3 separate regions of the Mus musculus genome follow, and all the other regions are linked to region 2. The links are chromatin contacts, called in public Hi-C and promoter capture Hi-C maps. All regions are on one chromosome and are shown on one strand. Each heading gives the region's core, a stretch centred on a gene start, on an enhancer-like site or on the middle of the called end of the contact. The rest is flanking DNA. Distances are from core to core; before and after follow the strand shown. Region 1 has its middle 50 kb from the start of Vgll1. Region 2 holds the start of Mmgt1 (membrane magnesium transporter 1). Region 3 overlaps Arhgef6 (Rac/Cdc42 guanine nucleotide exchange factor (GEF) 6).

Evidence for each region. Promoter capture Hi-C pulls out the DNA fragments that hold promoters and counts their contacts. Hi-C and Micro-C count contacts between places; a contact is called where the count stands out from the background.
Region 1: a contact with region 2 is called in a Hi-C map of Th1 cells, with 5 times the contacts expected there. The contact joins the enhancer-like site here to the promoter of Mmgt1 in region 2. A contact is called at or near these places in 4 of 39 promoter capture datasets (the HPC-7 cell line, cranial neural crest, hippocampal neurons and 1 more) and 1 of 484 Hi-C or Micro-C datasets (Th1 cells).
Region 3: a promoter capture Hi-C map of the HPC-7 cell line shows a contact between it and region 2, with 4 times the contacts expected there. The contact joins the enhancer-like site here to the promoter of Mmgt1 in region 2. A contact is called at or near these places in 10 of 39 promoter capture datasets (the 3T3-L1 cell line, the C10 cell line, the HPC-7 cell line and 7 more), 1 of 484 Hi-C or Micro-C datasets (B cells) and 1 of 115 datasets of contacts at active chromatin or transcription factors (pro-B cells).

Annotation. Positions count from the first base shown.
Region 1 is chrX:57,136,101-57,139,858 of GRCm38.p6, reverse strand. No RefSeq gene overlaps it. Among named protein-coding and RNA genes, the nearest start is that of Vgll1, 50 kb to the right of the region's middle. Within about 2 kb of position 2,023, at least 5 of the 459 cell types and tissues checked have an H3K27ac peak or open chromatin away from gene starts, as enhancers often do. A contact at or near this core is called in Th1 cells, where this site is marked.
Region 2 is chrX:56,596,358-56,599,961 of GRCm38.p6, reverse strand. Mmgt1 (membrane magnesium transporter 1) reads left to right here and starts at 2,018. Exons shown (of 4, transcript NM_146234.4): 1 at 2,018-2,177. The coding sequence starts at 2,099. It overlaps Gm36239 (a long non-coding RNA gene), which reads right to left and starts at 1,770. Exons shown (of 3, transcript XR_386934.2): 1 at 1,660-1,770; 2 at 808-904; 3 at 306-699.
Region 3 is chrX:57,296,834-57,300,558 of GRCm38.p6, reverse strand. It overlaps Arhgef6 (Rac/Cdc42 guanine nucleotide exchange factor (GEF) 6), which reads left to right. Exons shown (of 22, transcript NM_152801.2): 5 at 898-1,099. Among named protein-coding and RNA genes, the nearest start is that of Arhgef6, 40 kb to the left of the region's middle. Within about 2 kb of position 1,423, at least 21 of the 459 cell types and tissues checked have an H3K27ac peak or open chromatin away from gene starts, as enhancers often do. A contact at or near this core is called in the HPC-7 cell line, where this site is marked.

The DNA.
Region 1 (3,758 bases), core at 774-3,273, 540 kb before region 2:
TTTTGAGTATATTATGTTCAGTTATAAGGTTTTATAATCATTCCTCAGAATCCAGGCGGGTGTAGACCTAACTATTCCCCTGGATGTCAAAACATGAAGATGCTCAAATTCTTTATATAAAATGGTATTGTATTTACATGCAACTTATGCAAATCATCCTATATACTTTAGCTCTTCAAATGTTAGTGATGTACACCTCTAGACCCCAGATGACTTGTTAATGCCCAACACAATGTAAATGCTATGTGAATAGCTGTTTATACTGCACTATTTAAGGAATAATGCAAAGCAAAATTCATGTAGATAGATGTAGAAAGGAGATAATTTTTAATGTAGAACCCACAGGTATGGGGCTGGCTATATAACTCCATGGTCTTAACTGTGTGTTTCACAGATGGTCTGTAAGACTTCTACTCGTCTCTGAAGTCAGAAGGAGTTTGCTTCAGCATGCTGCTGTCTGTCTCCCTGACTATGCTGGGAGCTTGAAAACTGAGTCTGGGCCAGCTTGGTTCTCACTGCAGATGAGGCGTTACTAATGTTCACTGGGGGCAGCCAGGCACAGCAATTCTTTTGTCTTTATTCTGAAGAATTGAGAGATAGGAGAGAGAGAGAGAGAGAGAGAGAGAGAGAGAGAGAGAGAGAGAGAGAGAGAGAGAGAGAGAGAGAGAGAGAGGAGTTTAGTATACTGTTTAACTAAAAGAACCCCTTGGCAAATCCAATAGAGGAAGCTATATCACCCTCAGAACATCAGAGCATCAGAGGTCAGAACATCATTATACATGTCCAGCACTTCCTACCAACTTCCTCTGTGTTGAGCTAATATGATCCTCTTCAAATATGAGCTTTCTATTGAGGAGCTATCTTCAACTTTCCTCCTAAAAAAACAGACAAGATATTATAGACATGATAATTTAATCTATATATTTATTTATTGCAGTGTTGAGTACAGAGCCCAGAGCTTTGTGCGTTCCAGGCAAGCATTCTCCGTTGGACTAGACAACCACATGCTGTTTTAAGCATATTTGTTTTAAAAAGCAGGATCTTACTAAGTTCCCTTGGCCTCACTCTTCAGGCTGGGTAGACCTTGAACTTGAATTCTTCTGCCTCTGTCTCTTGAGTACCTGAGGCTACAAGTCTGCTTGTACCAGCAGTCCTGGCCAGATCTGCAATTGATGCCACCTAATGCCATGCAGCAAGACAAGTATTTTCTAAGCTTTGGGAAATGACAATTAGAATAGCCTGAGTACCAGCCAAAGGGGCTTTAAAGCCTATCCCTCACCCCCACCCCTCACCAATGTTTCCTGTAATGAGACTAACTACTCTGAAGCAACAGGCCTGCTCTCAGCAGGAGAGAATGCCAGAAAAGGTATATTTGAAGCCCAATCCCAAGGGTGACTCATAGAACTCTCTAGAAGTGAACTTTCAGTAATCATAGCAATAGCTAACATGCAATGAGTGCTTCCTACCTTTGTGCCCAGCACAATATGACACTCTCCTTAGAGTCTAATGAAGCCTCACAGAAAGCCCCCCACTTCACTGAAATCAGCAGTTTTCTGGGACTATTGCCAATCTAGTAAGACCACACTGTGGTTGGAATCAAAAGTTTTTACTTCATAAAACATTAAAAACCAATTGTTAAGACTCTCTAAGAAATCACAGTTGATGCAAAGTCTCTCCTTAATGACACCTTTTATTCCCACATAGTGTCGTTTAAACTGGCAGAAGCTGTGGCTTTCTTGTGAGTGTGTCTAAGTGACCTTGAAGCCCTCCACTGAGAAACATGGCAGGAAGAGATCCCACAGGCTCAGCTTTCTCCTTCTCTGGCATCTGTTCAGAGAACTGAAATCTGTTGGCTTTTTAGTGCAGTGGGTGACAATGCCCACAGTCCCCTACTACAATCTTCAATAGCTTGACATTTCAAATCATTTGAATAAATCAAAGTGACAGAGGCACCTGAAGTTGCTGAGCTGGGGAGATGCTCATAGAGAGTGAGAAAGACATTTTCATTTTGTTGCTGATGAGCAAGATGAGTAAGTTTGGAAAGGAAGTGGGGCACTTTGTGGCAAGAACCTGTTCAGAGACAGGGTTACAGTAGTGCCTCTGTCTTTGGGAGTAAAAACCTGGTCCAGAACTGTTTCCAAACTATACAAAATGGACACTTTTAAAAACCTAATCTGAGGATCTGGGGATGCAGCTCAGTTGGTAGGGTACTGGCATAGATTGTGTGAAATCCAGAGGTTGGCTTCGATTCCCATACTGTATAAATTTGTGGTGGTACATGCATATAATTGCAGTACTTGGTGAAAGAGGGGAGATGAAATGTTCAAGGTCATCCATGGCTACATAGCAAGTTCAAGGTTAAGCTGGATAACTCGCGACCCTGTCTCAAACCAACTGAGGAGTGAAGAGATGACTCAGCAGTTAAGAGCACTTGCAGCTTTTGCAGAAAACTGGGGCTCTGTGCCCAGCGCCCACATTAAGTGGTTGATAACTATTTGCAACTCTAGTTCCAAGAGATTTGACACCCTCTTCTAGCTTCAGCAGGCCTGTGCATATGTCATGTGCATACACATGCATTCAGGCCCATACACATACGTATAAAATAAAAACATAAATCCATAAAAACAGAACAAAACAATAAGGCAACAAAACCAAGATACCACCTGATGTGTAAAATTCACCTTTTCCCTGAAAATCCAGTAAGTTCTAACCTGCACTGCAAATTCTTACAGTCACTTAAAGAAGTGAATCCAGGGTCTGCAAGATATCTCAAAAGCAAAGGAAAGGCACTTGCCACCAAACCTGACAACTTGAGTTTGGTCCCTGTGGATCCACATGGTAGAAGGAGGAAACCAACTCCAGTAAGTTGTCCTCTGACTTATACATGTGTGCTATGGCCTGTGTCCTCTCATTAAATAAATAAATGTTACAGAGATAACATTCAAGCTGGTGAGATGGCTCAGAAGTTGGGAACATTGACTGCTTGTCCAGAGGACCAGAGTTCAATTCCCTGTACCCACATGGTAGCTCACAACTGTCTGTAACTCCAGTTTCAAGAGATCCAAAACCCTCACATAGACATTTATGCAAGCAAAAGAACAATGTACATAAAATGAGAATAAATAACTTATTTTTTTAAAAAAATAACATTTAAAAAGTTTTGTTTTATTTTTAATTAGGGGGTGGGAGGGGGCTATGTGTACATGAGTGCAGATGCCCTTAGAGGCCAGAAGGCAGCATCTGGAGTTACAGAATCCATATGAGGCACCCAAATGAGGGTTCTCGGGACTGAACTCAGATCATCTACAAGATGAGTGTGTGCTTTTAATTACTGATCCATCTCTCCAGTCCCTAAAACAAAGCCCTCTATTTTTAAAGAGGCCTATCCAGTTTCTTTTCCATGTAACTTGAACCTAGGTCTCCTATACCTATTGACTGAAGTCTTTTCCTAGAAAAGACCACTGTTTAAAACCATACCTCTGGTACTCCTCTATGTGTGTGCAGGAACATCCTGAATCTCTTTATGAATTGAGCATTTGAATATGCTCAAAGCAGAGGGAAGGGGAAGCAAGCAAAGAAACAACACCCAAGAAATTTACATACAAGGCCAAAAAATACAGCCTGAGTCCAATTCAGAAAGGAAGATCATTTTCATGCGAATCAACCCATCATCAAACTATCAAACTATCATCTATAAATCGATGATAGTGGGCATTAAGAAGAACTGATTCAGAGGGGATTTGGGCAGGGGTACTTCA
Region 2 (3,604 bases), core at 769-3,268:
CACAAACCCACTATCCCTACAGCCTGCTTCTATGAGGGTGTGCCCCCACCCATCCACCCATTCCTGCCACACCCCCCCCTGTCATTCCCCTACACTGGGGCATTGAGCCTCCACAGGACCTAGGGCCTCTCCTCCCATTGATGCCTGACAAGGCAATCCTCTGCTACATATGCAGCTGGAGCAATGGGTCTCTCCATGTGTACTTTTTGGTTGGTGGTTTAGTCCCTGGGAGTTCTGGGGTGTCTGGTTGGTTGATACTGTTGTTCTTCCTATGGGGTTGCAAACCCCTTCAGTCCTCCCCCTAACTCCTCCTCTTAAGCACCGTCCTGTCAACTAAATAGTGTTGAGTTGGCTTGTTCTGATTCTGAAGTTCATTGTTACTTGTCCTTTTGTAAGGAATATATGCTACTGCAATTGCTATGGATCAAGCACTGTGTGTAGAGGGTCCAGAGAACAGTGATGACTATGACTTAATGTGATGGGATCCAGTTTTTCAGATTTGAAGAAACTTAAGCATACCAAAAGACCACAGGCTTTTAAGAACTAGACTGAATCTCTGTAAAGATCTTTTCAGTGATAAAAACACTCTTTGTTCTTCACCAACAGTTGTTCACCCTTCATCCAACATGTTTGTATGCAATGCCTGCTGTTTGACAATGTTCTAGAGAGGGAGAAAGCTGTCTTCTTGCAGCTCCCATCCTAGAGTGGGAAGAGAGGCAGCAAACAATAGCAACCCAACAAACATAATAAAGAAATAACATCGTTTAGAAGATGATATAAAGTCAGAATAGAATAAGGAGATCATACCTGAGAATGCTTCAACTTTCAAAGGCATGGTAAGGACCAGCAGTACTGACCAGGTACTGGTGAGTCAACTGATTCAGATGACACAGTTCTTTGGAGACTGATGGGAAAGAATGGTAATCAGGCTTCACACTTATTTTGTGATATGACATCAACAAAGCTGTGCCACTCAGCCAGGGGCACTGAAGTAACTTATATAGAGTTGAGGGTGTGAGTTACCTTTGGCCATAAAAATGTCGTGCCCACAGGGTTTACTCACACGCAAATGAATACTCAGCAGTGAGTAGCTAGGAATGCTGATCTGGAGCTAAGGAGTTATGGTATTTGAGGTAAAGTTGTTGATTTGGAATCACTGGAAAAACTAAGCTGGTCTGAAGTGGAAATGAACTAATGAGCTTGCTGAGAGTAGAGCGAAAAGAGATCCAGGAAAAACTCTCCTTCTGAATGCCTACATTTTAGGAGATGAAGATAAAAATGGAGAAAGGTTACAGTTGTGTGCTCATCAGACTGTTTCCAACATCCCTTTATTCTCCCTTCATACATTCTAGCTTTCTTCATGACAAAACAGTCCCGCTGTGCTACACTCTCTTTTGTGTGGATCTTGCTCATAGAAACGTAAAGCAGAAAGGTAAGATGTTGAACCAATGCTCTGAGCGTCCCCAACATGCGAGAGTTCAGGGCTCCATACCCCCCAAGTTACTCTCTACACTTTATTTACTTCCTCACGTTGATGCCCTTGCAACCTGCCTCGGTAACCGTTTCTGAGGCCAGAGGCATAAGAAAGACTTAGTGAAAGGAAAGGACTCTGTTGGGAGGAAAACCAAATCAATTAACCAATTATCAAATACCAAGTACCAGGCTTTCGAGTTCTACGCCCACAGCCATTTAGCAACGCCACCAGCCCCACCTTCTTCTCCTCCCAGGCCTTTCCGTAAGTCCCGCCCCTTCTCCAAATCCGGCGCGTATTTGCGGACGCTCTACCTCGTCTCCCCATTGGTCTCGCTCGGCCTGTTCTTTCACGCCCCCAACTCAGCCCTGCCTCTCTCCGGGAAGCTGCACTGCGCAGTCGCAGAGGAGGCCTCAGGCCCTTTTTCCGTGTCGCTGTCCCCTTCTTCCCGGCATTCCTTTTTCCGCGTTCTCTCGGCGGCTCTCTGGGTCTGGCCACCGCCGGCACTTCGCGCCCAGGGCTCTGGTGACGTCATGTTCCTGCGCCGCGTGGACGCCCGCCGGTGAAAGGAGGAGTACCTCTGCCGCCCTTCGTCTCCTTTTGTTGGGCTGCCGCTCCTTCTGAATCATGGCGCCGTCGCTGTGGAAGGGGCTTGTAGGTGTCGGGCTTTTTGCCCTAGCCCACGCTGCCTTTTCAGCTGCGCAGCGTAAGTAACTGAGGGACTGGGACCGCTCGCGTGGGGGACACCAGGGGCTGTGGGGGCGCTCCCCTAAGGGACTGTTGAACCCAGTGCAGGAGAGCCGTTTTAGGTCGGGGTGACTAAGTAAAGCCGTGCAGGGTCCTCAGCGGAGGGCTTGAGATCAGATGGCTGAGGAACACCTAGATTGCAGGACGGCCAGAAGAGGTTGCTGAGGTTTGAGAAAGAATTCAGACCGGGACTCTGTCCCAGAACTCCAGACACGACATGCCATATGCAGCCTAGGTAGCTAAGACAAAGTGTGGAATTGAGAACTTTGCATGCATGTGGCATCGTGACAGCTAGCTAGACAGCATCCCGGCCACTCTGCTGTCCAGGCAAAGACGGAGAAGTTAAGTGACCGCTTGCCTCAGGGAGGCACTGTGACACGGGGAAAGAGCAGTGGACTGGTTTAAAAGGTTGGTTGTTAACATTTTGCTTAACTGTTAAATCTGTGTGACCTTGGGCAAATGATAACGGTGCTGTATGGTGGGTTTTTATTTTTGTATTTTTTTGTTTTTTGTTTTTGTTTGTTTTCTCAGATCAATAATTGAAGTTGCTTCTGCTTTTAGGTGCTAGAGGTTCCTTGATTCCTTTAAGGGAATTCTTAGACTAGTGGAAAAACTAGTGGGCCAACAAATAATTGCAGTAAGATAATGTGAATGTTCCAAAGGTGTGTGTGTGTGTGTGTGTGTGTGTATGTGTATGTATGTGTGTATGTATGTTCATGGGGAGTAGTAATTTGGTGGGACCCTGGGGAAAGTGCCTTAGAGCTTTGCTGCTCATAGTGTGGTCAGTAGAGCAGCATCGTGGACATCACCTGGGACCTTGTTAGTGTCTACTCAGGCTCCACCTCAGAACTGTTGAATCAGAATATTCGTTTTAATAAATCCCTGGGTGATTTATAGTTTGTGAAGCACTGTCCTGGAGGAGAATAGGATACACTGGAGTACTGGTTATTTTCGAAGTAAGCTTTGGCTCTACTATAGTCACAAAGCAAGTAAGGCCCTTGCTTGAACTCCAACAGCCTCATTTTCCCAGTGAAGAAATGCCTAGCTGAAGATAGTCTTAAATTTCCAGAGTAGACTTCATTCAAACAAGAAAGTTAGCTAGAAGTGTGTCATTAAAAGGTTAATCCAAACAGCATATGATATTGGATTGATTTTGCTTTTATCCCTGTCCTTACAGGCTCTGTAAGTTCAAATATACTCTGCCTGCATATTTTTTTAAGCAGACTCAATACATTCACACAAGTCATTTTAAGTCTAGAGTACATTATGAATTAGGGATTGTCCTATTTAATCTAGAAGTGGATTGTCCTACTTCATCTAGAATAATATTGTCCTGCTTGATGTAGAATTAAGATTTTGGATTTTTATATTTTTCAAGTGCTAAGA
Region 3 (3,725 bases), core at 174-2,673, 700 kb before region 2:
TTACTTTAGTAGCTGGTTCAGTTAAGTACCCAGGTTTAGAAAAAGAAGAGGGAAATGAAAGCTGTGACTCCTTCAAAAATATACGTTCTGAGAAATGCAGTTTTTTTTTTTCATTTTTAAAGTTTATATTATTATGGTGGTTGTTTGCGGGTTTTATCTGTGTATGAATGTAGATGCACGTGAAGACCAGGGAACACCTTTTAGGGCTTCCTTTTTTCCTTCCTTCCTTCCTTCCTTCCTTCCTTCCTTCCTTCCTTCCTCCCTCCCTCCCTCCCTCCCTCCCTCCCTCCCTTCCACCATGGGCTCTAGGAAAGAGCTCAGACCATCTTCTTCCTGCAGTCATTTGCAGGATTTGAAGGCGCTGGTAACCTCCCTAGACCTTTTCATAGACTCCTAGATTCAAAACTGAGGCTAAGCTAGACATAATGTCACATGCCTGGAATCCTAGATTGTGGGAGGCTGAAAGGCAGGACTGCTGTGAGGCCTGCCCAGGTTACATAGTGAAGCCCAGGCCAAGTCCAGGCCAGCCATAGTTAATGTGACACATTGTCTCAAACAAACAACCCACAAAATAAAATAAATAAGTTAAACAAGCTTGGGGCTTTTACTCTTTTTAAATTGCAAAAAAAAAAAAAAAGTCTGTATTATGTCTGTGTGCCACCTATAAAAAGTACCCAAGAAGGCCAGAAAAAGGCATCAAATTCCCTAGAACTGGGGTTACAGATGTTTGTGAGCTGCCATGTGGGTGCTAGAAATCAAACCTAGATCCTCTGTAAGAGGATCCAGAATTGTTAACTGCTGAACAGATTCCCAGGGTTATAATTCTGACCATTCCACTTTGTGTACAAATACAATTAGATAGGCAGCTAATCTGGTGTGGCTTTTGTTTCTCAATAGGAGATGACGGAAAATGGAAGTCACCAGTTGATAGTAAAGGCAAGATTCAACTTCAAGCAGACGAATGAAGATGAATTGTCAGTGTGTAAAGGGGACATCATTTATGTCACACGAGTTGAAGAAGGAGGCTGGTGGGAAGGCACATTAAATGGGAGAACTGGATGGTTCCCTAGTAATTATGTCCGAGAAATTAAACCCAGTGGTAAGTAAAGCTTTTAACGTCTTAAGTGTGAGACTTGTTCCTTTTTGGTATTCTTATTGAAAATGTTTTATTTTAAATTGCTTAACACAGTCTATACATGCGTGTCCAAAATAAGACTAGAACAGAACTGGGAATAATTAGCTATGTTGAAACAAAGCTGTATTTAGATTATGTGACAGCTAAAACAGCAAAGGAATCCAAAGTTTAAGCAACTGCTGTATGTAAGCCTGAGCCTCTCTGCCCACTGAGACTAGCCCAGAGTGTACAGTGCAGAGTCCTTCCTGCGCCTCTCAGAATCACCATGGCAGAATACAATAACAAGAGAAGCAGGGAGCCGACTTCCCGTTTTAGCTCTCCAGCCTTTCTGAAGACCTAAAACTGCCCGAGAGATGTGTGAGAGAGATAACAGTCGCCTTGCAGAAAGCTGCCTGACCACTTTAGGAACAAGATTGTCCTTAGCTTACTGGAAACCATGAGCGACTTTTCCCTTTGTTGAACAATGAACACACGGTAGACTCTAACTGCTCTTTAGAAGTCTCTTCTAGAGGTTTTTGGTAACTTGTTTGTCCTTCTTTAAAAAAGAAGAAGAAGAAGAAGAAGAAGAAGAAGAAGAAGAAGAAGAAGAAGAAGAAGAAGAAGAAGAAGAAGAAGAAGAAGAAGAAGGCATATTCTTCTTGGAATAACAAGCAAAGTTAGCAGAGTCTTGTGGCAGATAGCTGGTATCCTAGCACTGGAAAAGTGGAAGCAGGCAGGTTAAGAGTTTAAGGTTATCCTTACCTGTAAAAGAAGTTCTAGGCTAGCTAGGACTACACCAGGCCTTGTCTCAAATAAACCAACTAACAACAGAAATCAATAGAACCCTTCTAGAACCAATTTATTATAGTACATGATAAAGCAGATAAACGTGCTGTTATTACAGCTATTCATTTTTAAATAAATATTTTTAATTAAAAAAATGTTTACCCAAGGGCTCCTTTCAGTAGCTGGATTCCCAGTATATTGCTCCTTTTGTGTGAGTTTCTTGTTTTTTTTTTTTTTTATTTTATTTTAAGGCTTTCAAATGGATGAGCCCAGCAGATTGAGGCGCTTCTGCCAAGCCTGACATTCTGGGTTCAAATCCCTAGGAGCCACACAGTAGGAGAGAAATAACTCTCAAAGGTTGCTCTCTGTCCCCCATACATGCACCATAGTGCATGCCCCCTAAAACAAACAAATAATTTTTAATTAAAAAAAACCCCAATACTGTGGTCCAGTGAACCATTGTGGGTGAAGGTGCTTGCTTCACAGCTTGGCCCTAGTCTGATCCCTAGAACCCATGGAAAAGTGGAAGGAGAGAAGCAACTGCACAGAGCAGCCCTTTGACCTCAGCATGGCCGGAGTGCCCTACCCCCCCCACAGCATGCTCACATATATACAGAATATCTTTTTACAAAGATACCTTTAATTAATGAAAATATAGGCTCACTCTAAATAAAATAAAATATTTTGTAAGTATAGTATAGTTAATGAAGTCCCTTCTTCCTCCACAGTGATTCTCAGATAACTGTCACTCTTAGAAGACATTCCTTCAAAAACTTAAGATGTAACTTAGCTGTATCACTTTCTGTGTTCTAGGATAGGGGAGAGGAACACCCCATTTAATGGAATGTGTTTGTGTTGTGGAGGATTTATAAATATTTGTTTGTACAGACATCTCATCAGTTTTTGTCATGCTTGGGCATGGTCCTACCTAATACATGCTGGGTAAAGCAATTTACCTCTGATCCCGAGTCCCAGACCTCGTTTTCATTTACTGGGAATTGAGACGTATCTTTTAAGCTATGGAGTATTTTTCACAGGCCTTGCCTGGAATTTCTTGGTTCTGATTATTTTTCCAGCCGACCATTACGCCCTGCTGTATCTTCCCTTTGACATAGTCTGGTTGTCAGGATCCCTAAACCATTTTCTAGATTGACAGTGATGCTCCCTTGTACAGTGGCTGCATCTGCAAAACTAAAAGGAACAGCTTTTGCTGCCTCGCCTGAAAATTCCAAGCATTGCTTACAGGGCATTGGAAATGAACAGCATGTCTCTCACTGTGATGTCTTACAGCAATGTGCCTGATCTTTTATGGAGCATTCTAGGCCTTGGTCTCCTTTCCCTTCAGGCTTAGGATATCAAGCTCTGAGCCTGATCTCTGAAACATCCCACTATTGCTATTGAGGGTGGGTCAGGTTTCAGAATCCAAGAAGCTTGTGATGCAAGGAGAGCATAGGGGGACAGCCAGGGCTATACAGAGAAACCCTGTCTTAAAAACAAAATCAAACAACAGCAAAAAGAGACAAGAAGAATTTGCTGTGTTGGAGAGATGGCTCAGAGGTTGAGCACTGACTGCTCTTCCGAAGGTCCTGAGTTCAACTCCCAGCAACAACATGGTGGCTCACAACTATCTGTAATGGGATCTGATGCTCTCTTCTGGTGTGTCTGAAGACAGCTACAGTGTACTCATATAAGTGAAATAAACAAATCTTTTTTTTTTAAAGAGAAACGCATAGGATCTGATGTATATGGATCACACATGGGCATCTCTCATGTAGCTCAGTGTCATTGCGTCCTCATCTTCCTTGTTGCTGTCCTTGTCACTTCT